Linked DNA regions of Mus musculus: region 1 is linked to region 2. The links are chromatin contacts, called in public promoter capture Hi-C maps. All regions are on one chromosome and are shown on one strand. The core of a region is the stretch at or near the end of the contact, and the rest is flanking DNA. Distances in the headings are between cores, read along the strand shown.

Region 1 (4,571 bases), core at 965-3,464, 3.0 Mb before region 2:
GACTTCACGTGATGGTGAAGTAAGATCTGCTCTGCTTGTTTAGAAAAGGATGCTAGCACTAAGGACTCACATATTCTAGGTAATCTGACAAATGTAAAGCATACAAAGTGGAAAAACAAGCAGCAGAGTCCACCACAGGTTTGGCAGAGGACTTTATTTACTGTTATTTTTAAACATTTTTTTAAAAAGACCTAAACTGGGCATGATGGTTCCCGCTGTAGTCATGATGGGTCATGCTGTAGTCCCTGTGACTGAGAAGCTCGATAGCTCTAAGTTCAAGGCCAGTTTGGACTACACAGTGAGGCTGGGCCAGCCGGTGCTAAAGATCCATCTTTAAAAACTAAGTAAATATTTTTAAAATATATAAAAGTGGGAGTAAGATATGGTAGTGGTCTGTGAGGTATTAGAGGAGTGTGGAAGCGGGTATGATCAAAACACATGTGTGTTTGTGTGTGTGTGTATAAAATTCTCAAAGAACAAACATATTCTGAGAACTAAGGAAAAAGGGTCTGTATTTAGGGTGCTTTTATATGGTACATGATATACTATTTTTTCATGTCTGACTCCTTTTGGTAGGCATATGTTGGAACCTACTCTGGAAAAGAACATTTATATGCAAATGTCATATGCCTTATTTATTATTCTTTCCCATAATCAAACTACATATGGTATCTATTAATCTCATGTCGTTCACTTTCCTTTTTACTGTACAGTGGTCTCCAAACCCAAACACTTAAAACTCTCTTTACATCTTGACAAAAATCACCATTGTTGCTGGGCAGTGGTGGCGCACGCCTTTAATCCCAGCACTTGGGAGGCAGAGGCAGGTGAATTTCTGAGTTCGAGGCCAGCCTGGTCTACAGAGTGAGTTCCAGGACAGCCAAGGCTACGCAGAGAAATTCTGTCTCAAAAAAACAAACAAACAAACAACTATAACAAAACACCGTTGTTAAATTTCATATTTCAAATATTTTCCAAGGTTTCTGAAGGAAGCCACATCTTACAGTATAGTAGAGTTAGTATAGTACAGTTTTCTTAACACATTAGCAATTTTTACATCTTTTCTACATAAATTTAAAACCTAAATCCCAACATATATGGTCAAAATAACCTTTGCTTTTTCCAATTTAAGTACATTATACAATGAGAAGATTCTTGAGTGCTTTCTCACACTGATGTACACTGCCAATACCTTAAATCTGAGGGAAGCAACTCCAAATTCTTCAGATTGTCTAACTGTTAGAGCTAATTCAGGGTGTATATACCTAGAACACGAAAGTCTACTTGTAGCCACTTCAAGTCAACACCTGGCCTAAATTTCATCCCCCGAAGGCTTTTGAAGTTGGGGATCTGCGCTTCCCTTAGCCACACCCACACTAAACCCGCAGTTTCCCGAAGGTTTTTAGTAAGTGACAGATCCGCATCCTCACTCCAATCATCAGGACGGTACGACTACTCCCAATTTGACTATAGAGACAAGAAGCCAATTCCCAACGTGCAGAAGGGGGTGAATTGTACAACGGGAATCCGCATTAGTTTTTTCGGGCGCAAGTGCAAACCCCCGTAACTTGGGCATCCCGCGTTAGAGCGGGCCACCTTACAGAAACCGCCCATTACCGGTTCAAACTGAACTTTTCAAAGCCGCTGGAGGTCGTGACTCGCTAACACTAACAAGATCCAGTGTCTCGTGGGTGCTTTTTTTTTTGGGAGGGGGGGGGTCCGCAAGCTCAGACACTTGGCTCACTTTGTCCCCGTGACTGGGTCCCCGCGGAAAGTCTGGTACAGGATGAATCCGGCTCCGACCCAGGCTCTCGCTCCCCTCCCCCAGCCCCCGCGCTCCCAGGCGGCTACTGTCACTTTACCAATGGCGACAGGGCAGGCTAAGACCACGACATTATAAAAGCCCGTGGCGTGGGGACGAGAACTCGGACCTCCCAACCTCCCGTCTGGCTTGTCGTCCGGAGAGAGCGGTACTCGGTGTACCTTCGGCCGGCCGCCTGCCTCAGGCCCCGGGGAGGCTTCGCGGAGGAACCGGGAGGAAGGCTAGCCCGGGCGTCCCAGGCTGTCCCGCGCCGGACTTCGGCGCTCCACGCCGGGAGAGACGCAACCGCGGGGGCGGAGAGACAGACTTAGGCTGCGGTCGCCAACCGCCGCCGCCCGCTCACCTCAGCTCTTTCTTGCTTTTCCGGTAGTGACTTTTCCTCAGCGCAGCGGAAGCACAAGTTCCGGTTGCCTTCTCAGGAAGAAGCCTCTGACGCGGGCCTCTCATTGGCTACCAAGGCTGTCCTATAGCAGGTCCTACTCCCGCCCTAAAGATGTTGCACATGCGCACTTTCGCATCTCCTGCTTCTCTCGGGAAAGATCCGCTGTCTGGTTTCTTGGTCAGGTCAGGAGAATACTTCTTCGTACTTTTTGTTAGTAGAAGAAAGTACTCTCTAGTAATTCCATTCCTTGCAGCCCCCACTTTTATACGAGACTTTTAAAATTAAATACTTGCCTTATGTAAAAGTCAGAAAATACAGATAAGCAATATATTTAAAAATTATACTAATGTAATCATCAAAAATGTTTTTTAAAAGCAAGATTGTACTCTATGATATATTCATATATATGGAGATATTTGTGAACATGATTAAGAATAACATCCTAAACCTTCATTTTCCCCCTTCCATTCACTTTTATTTTCATTTAGGAATTCAAAGATGTCTATAACAATCCTTCCACAAATTGACAAGTGAAAAAAACTTAATATAATTTTTTAAAATGGAGGGAGTGGGTAATTTCACTGTGTAGCCCAGGCTGGCTTCAGATGTCTCTTCCCAGCCTCTGGAAAGCCAGAGGTATAGAAATGAGCCATCAGGACTAGCAAGAAATATTTCCATTTTGGCCTTTCCCTGAGGGAGAGGAGGAGGGGGAGGGAGGAGAGAGAGAAGAGTTGTTAACAGATGATATGGGAGTCGTAAGATGCAGTGTTGCAAACTAAAAGTAAGATAAACAGCTCTGCTTCACAAACAAGAATGTCTCAGTTTCTTCCTTTAAATATGTGGAGCATTGCAGGCATAAAAACAAAAGAAGAGTCTACTCACTACCAACTTCCATAGTTATATGAGCCCCATCATTTTGTCTCTAGTCTGGTATGAACCTCTAAAAGGTAAGGGCTCTTCGTTTTTTCCTATACCCACAGATTTATTATCTTACTGAAAGTGTACTAGGGGTTATTACACTGATAGAATGAATGTGTGTATGCACATGGATATATATGTATATATGACTTATCCGAGTGACTTACAAGATGCAGTTCAAGTAGTCCAGCAATGGCTGTCTCAGCCCTGAAAGGCTGAGAATCCTGTAGTTGCTCAGTCTAAGAGGCTGGATGTCTCAACAGACCCCCACCTGGCATTGGAGACCTGGAAGATTCCTGGAGAGCCACAGGTCTTCAGTCCATGTTGGAATCCCAAAGAAGTTTGGTTCTAATACTGGCAAAGGAATGGCACAGCAGTGGTACAGATGAAGTTGCCAGTGAGTGTTAGAGCAAGCAACCAAAGAGCAGTTTCCTTTCTTCATGTCCTTTTATCTGGGCAGCCACAAGAAAATGCCACTCAGTCTTTCTGCTTCTAAAGATTAGCCATCACCCAAAGATAAGTTCATGGGTGGAGAGCTTGCCTAGAATAATACATATAAGACAACCCCAGTACTACATAAGGGATAGCCATGTCATGTTAGGGACTGGTTAAAAATACAGTTTAATGAATACTTTGTTTTGTCTATTATTGACTGTACTTGCAAGATCTGAATGTTAAAGACCCAAATGTAACCTCAGTGCATGGAGGGTAAAAACAGAAGGATCTGAAATTCAGAAACTCAAGGTCATTCCGGCTACATAGTTTAAAGTCAGCTTAGGCTGTGAGAATTTGGAGGGGTAGCTTTTAAAATCAACTTCCATATCAATATTTGGATTCAGATGGTCTCTGGTTCCAATTAAGAGCTGCCCCTTTCTAACTACCAATGTCTTTTAATTGGTTTGTAATCTTTGCATTGTTTCCCCCATCAATGTTCTTTTTAAACAACTCCATCCATTTTTAACATGCCTGAATCAAGTGTTCCCCTGACTCCACTGTGTTCTGCACCAGAGACTTGCAGTTCTCATTGTACCCAATCTGGCTCAGTACTTGGCATATTTGGTATAGATCACCCCAGGACTTAGAGCTATGAAGCTACTTCTCAGTCAGAAGCCATCCATATGACACAGGTAATACCATTCATTCAGATCCTGGAACCCCCTCACCTCTGTACTTCAGACTCTACTCTGAACTTCAGCTTTATCCAAATGCATTACATCTGTTTGCAAAAGGTGTCCCCTTCTTCCAGTACTCCACTGAATCCACTATACCAACCTCTTGCATTGGATTTATTTTACAGCGTTTCAGATATAAGAAATTTGCTACCACACCCACTACTCTGTTGTCATTCATTCTTACCTCAATTTCTGCAAAGCCTCCCAAATGGTTTCTTTGCTTCACTTTTGTCCCCCCTTAATCTTCTTCCCACACTGTTATGACATAGAAGATTTG
Region 2 (5,058 bases), core at 2,178-4,677:
CCTGGCTGTCCTGGAACTCACTCTGTAGACCAGGCTGGCCTTGAACTCAGAAATCTGCCTGCCTCTGCCTCTCGAGTGCTGGGATTAAAGGCGTGCACCACCAGACATGGCTACTTCACAAACTTTTTATGGTGTTGTGATCAAAACTGGGTCCTTGCTGCACTAACAGCATTCTCCAGTCTCCTATGTTCTTATTCTTTCAAAGTGCCTATAAAGGAGGGTTTCTTTACATTTTATTTATTTTTTGTGTGTGCAGGCGTGTGGAAGGGTCGGGTAAGGACCGAGCGTGCCATGGAGTGTATGGGAAGGTCTTTAGTGGGATTTGGCTTCTTTGTGGGTTCTTTCCTCTCCCATCCTTCTTCATCCCCTTTCTTTTACCTTTTCAACCCCCTATCACTAGATAAAAGAGAGGAAAGGAGAGAGAGGGAAGAAAAGAGATCCCTGAAGAAAGCCAGGAGTCAGAAAGGAGGCAAGGTTATCATTAGCATACTTCCTGCTGATTGGGGCACTGAGTTCCTTGGGGCAAGTTTGATCTTTGTTGTCAGGATATCTGATTTTTTTTTCTTCTTGTCTGCACAAGATTACCTAACAAACCTCAACCCCCAGCAATCAACAACAACCCCCAACAACTAACAACCCACCCCACTTCTTGGGGCTCTAGCATTTATTTACCCTCTAAGTCCAAGTCCCCAGAATTCCAAATGTCACATGAACACAGCAACTACCTGCAGTTGCTGGCAAAGCCTCTGCTAGGGCATGAAGCAAATCACAGTCAGCTACTGCAACAGTCCGAAGCAGCCCCACCTGGGATTAAAATGATAACATATTCTTATAATATTTCTATGTTTTTAAAAGAAACCAGAACTCCAAAATTATCACTACAGAGGTCAGAGATCAACTTGTAGGAGTTGGTTCTCCCCCAGTCACCACGTGGGTCCCAGGGATCAAACTCAGGTCATCAGGTCAGCAGCAAGTGCCTTTACCCGCTGAGCCATCTCACTGGTTCTAACGGTTTCCCTTACTCAAAAGGCTTTACAAACTGGGCACTGTAATATACAACCTAATCCTAGCACCTGGAGAGCAGAGGGATGTGGATATTCTGGAGTTGGAGGCTAGTCTGGAACTAGGTTGGTCTACATATTGAATCCACAGCTAGCCATGGCTATATAGTGAGACCTTGTCTCAAAATGAAAAAAAGTCTTTACGTATTCTTAGCGCCAATTCTCTCAACACTCCAATTTGTAAGCAGAGAAAGCCATGTATATAAAATTTTAAGGAGCTGGAGAGACGGCTCAGTGGTTAAGAACACTGGCTATTCTTCCAAAGGTCCTGAGTTCAAATCCCAGCATTACAACCATGTGTAATGAGATCTGATGCCCTCTTTTGGTGTGTCTGAAGACAGCTACAGTGTACTTACAAATAACAATAAATAAATCTTTAAAAAAAATTCAAAGACTTTCATACAGATGTTCCTAAATTAGCCCTCCTGCATGTCTCAAACTTATCTTCCATAGGAAAACAAACAAACAAACAAACAAAAAAACCCCAAAAACCTAAAAAAACCAGAGCACATCACTGTTCCCCTTGAAGGCCCAATGCCTTAACAATTACCAAAGTTCAGGGCTGGGGATGAAGCCTCAGTTGATAGAGCGTTTGCCTAGCAGAAGTTTGATTGCCAGTGCAACAAAAACTAGGCCTGGTGGTGCATACTTGATATCCAGCAATCTCGATGTGAATATAGGATCAGAAGACCAAGGTCACCCTTGGATATATAGAGAGTTCAAGACATGAGACCTTGTTAGAAAAAAATAGAGATGGGTCTGTCTACATTCAGGGATGCCTAGCATATCTAGTTCTCTCTGTCTCTGCCTCTCTCTCTCTCTCACACACACACACAAACACACACCACAAAATCACCCATATTCATAGTGTGCCTATTTTTATACCTCTGCTTTGCACTCCTCTGCTCTGGTCACTGACTTCATTTCCATTCCCGACCATTCCATGCCTTCTTTTGTCAGAGATTCTCATTCTTTGGCTTCTATAACATGTTACTGGTTTTCCGTGAACACCTCTCCTGTTCTCGACTTCTCTGCAGGCTCATCTATTTGCACACGTTTATTTAGAGGCTGATTCCTTACAGAGCAGCAAGAGCCTCACTCACCACTCTAAACAATACCAGTTGCCAAGATTCAGGAGGAACAGTATCCCACTACTGGGGTTCCATACTATCTCTCTGCCCTAGACTTTTCATTTGATCTTCAAATCTACACAACCAACTGTGTACATGACATCCACACCCAGAACACTAAGTATTTATCCACAGCATTCCTTAAACTCCATGACTTTCCTGTGAAATTGTGTCTGCCTCCATCTCCCGAGTTCTGGCTTTATAGGCATATGCCACCATAGAGGTCTGTGTATGGGGCAGGTGAGACGGTTCACCTACTGCTCCTGTAGACAACCCTAACTCAGTTCTCAGCATCTATGTCAGGTGGCTCACAACTGTCCCTAACTCCAGCTACAGGGATTCCAAGAAGACTACACACGTTCTTACAAGGGCAAACCCACCTACCTACTTATACACATAATTAAAATAAAATAGACTTAAAAATAAAAACAGAAGTGTTAGAAATCCGTGGTAGTATATACTAGAAGCACAGATTTAATCATCTTCATTTTAACAGTTACCATTTCTTTAATTTACCATGCAGACCGTCACCAAATCTTTACAACCACCCTATTTTATGGTGAGGAAACAAGTTTGGGGCGGGGGGGGGGGGGTTAACACCTTCAGATAACAAGACATTAGTGAGAGACGACAGATCGCAAACCCAAGCCTGACTTTAGTTGGTCTTTCAACCCCTGTTACAAACCACAGACACTGGAGTGCAGGCCTGTCACATTCAAGATTAAGAGGGACTGAAGTGTTTTGTCATTAGGTTCCACTGCTCTGCAGAGGGTCCGGCTCTCTCCGAGTTAGAACTTTAACAGCTCCCACTCACTGATGCAATACGGACATTCTAATTTGACCCTCACAAAATAAGATCATCTCCACCTAACGGAAAAAACTGAACCTCAAAGGAACTCTTTTGGGGACAGAGGGCTCAGCTTCGGTACGGGCTGCTCAGGATGTCCGGCTTACAGTGACCAGGGCTTTTCCTTGAGGAGTCAGCCTCGGTCCGGCTGAACGCGAGGGCGGCGCCTGCGTCCTGGGCCACAGTCTCCACCCGGGTCCGCCGTTCCACGACGGCTCATCACCGCGAGGACTCACTGCAGGGGATACCCGCTCCCCGAGGTCCCCAGTTCGTCTGCTCAATCTCAGAACCCCAACTTACCCAGTCGCGCCGCAGACCACTCAAAACCATCCGCCAGAAACGAAGCGACTCGGCAATGTTTACTTCCGGGTTCCCTGCCTTCTTCCGGCTGCGCAGAGATAACTTCCGGGAGATCGGCACATGCGCATTTGCAAGCGCTTGGCTCTTTTTTTTTTTTTTTTTTTTTTTTTTTTTTTTTTTTGACCCAGAAAGGCGAAGTGATGGCAGTGCAGCTTTCTTTCTGGAACAGCACAGAATCTTTTTTTTTTTTTTTTTTTTTTTTTTTTTTAAAGATTTATTTATGTATATGGATAATCTATAGCTGTACAGATGGTTGTGAGCCTTCATGTGGTTGTCGGGAATTGAATTTTTTTAGGACCCCTGCTCGCTCCGGTCAACCCCGCTCGCCCAGTCAGTCTCTGCTTGCTCCCACCCAAAGATATATAAGTACACTGTAGCTCTCTTCAGACACACCAGAAGAGGGCATCAGATTCCACTACAGATGGTTGTGAGCCACCATGTGGTTGCTGGGTTTTGAACTCAGGACCTTCAGAAGAACAGTCAGTGAGTGCTCTTACCTGTTGAGCCATCTTGCCAGCCTACAGCACAGAATCTTAGCAAAAATGATTATTGAAAATGCTGCAAAGGTCGGCGTAATGGCACACACCTTTAATCCTAGCAGAGATAGGCATATCTTTGAGGTCCTGGCCAGTGACATAGGAAGACCCTTTTTCAAACAAACAAACAAACAAACATCCCCATAAAAAACAAACTCCTGGAAAATAGGCGACTTTGGTGAATTTATTTTTCTTAAAAAAAAAAAAAAAAAAAGCCTTATGCCAGGCAGTGGTGTCACATGCCTTTAATCCTAGCACTTGGGAGGCAGAGGCAGGCAGATTTCTGAGTTCGAGGCCAGCCTGGTCTACAGAGTGAGTTCCAGGACAGCCAGGGCTACACAGAGAAACCCTGTCTCAGGAAAAAAAAAAAAAAAGCCTTATGTTTTTTGTGTGTGAGTTTGCACATCATTGGCGTTAGATCATCTGTGACTGGAAATGCAGATATATGTCTGTGAACCAGAATGAGTACCAAACCGGGGGCTTCTGCAAGAATGACCTGTATTGACTACTGAGCCATTGCTTGGCCATTTTTCTTTATGCTGTCTTGTGGTTATTTATACTTCCCCTACGTGAAGTGCTCTTCAGATATACAGGACTATAGCTAACGTCCCCACCACCTCAGTCAAACAGCCCAAAGTAGTAGACTTTTTAAAAAAGGAACTTGAAGTGGGTTAAGAATGTAAAAATAATTTTGATTTTTCAAGGCAGCTAAAGGCAGAGCAGAGTCCTGCGGACTCAGAGCGCAAGGCTTGAGAGAGGGACCAAGAAGGCAGGGATTATCTTTGGATGAACGCTTTCTGTAAAGCTAAATTAGGAGAGACTTGTATTAGCTGAGGACTCTATTATAAGTTTACCAACCAGGTACATTATTTCCCAGTAACAAGTGGGGATCACAAAGCTGGCCTGGGAACACCATCACTCAGAAAAACATGTCCTTTTAAAGACAGGATGGTGATATTATTTACACTTGCAGTGGACTGGGGAAAAGCAATGTTTCCTGTTGGTGAGAGGGGAAGAAAACCTCTCAAGGAATTAGACAATGTTCACGTGGAAGCTGTGGGAATGTATATAGATTTATTTTTGAAAGCAAGACTTTTGTGTGCTGGTGGTTTAATTCAGAAGTA

The links. Capture Hi-C pulls out chosen DNA fragments and counts their contacts.
Region 1: a contact with region 2 is called in a promoter capture Hi-C map of adipose tissue, with 2.9 times the contacts expected there. The contact joins the promoter of Med7 here to the promoter of Slu7 in region 2. A contact is called at or near these places in 1 of 39 promoter capture datasets (liver), 1 of 484 Hi-C or Micro-C datasets (muscle stem cells), 1 of 115 datasets of contacts at active chromatin or transcription factors (astrocytes) and 1 of 9 other capture datasets (adipose tissue).

Annotation. Positions count from the first base shown.
Region 1 is chr11:46,434,604-46,439,174 of GRCm38.p6, reverse strand. Med7 (mediator complex subunit 7) reads right to left here and starts at 2,214. Exons shown (of 3, transcript NM_025426.3): 1 at 1,984-2,214.
Region 2 is chr11:43,432,100-43,437,157 of GRCm38.p6, reverse strand. Slu7 (SLU7 splicing factor homolog (S. cerevisiae)) reads right to left here and starts at 3,427. Exons shown (of 16, transcript NM_198936.1): 1 at 3,339-3,427.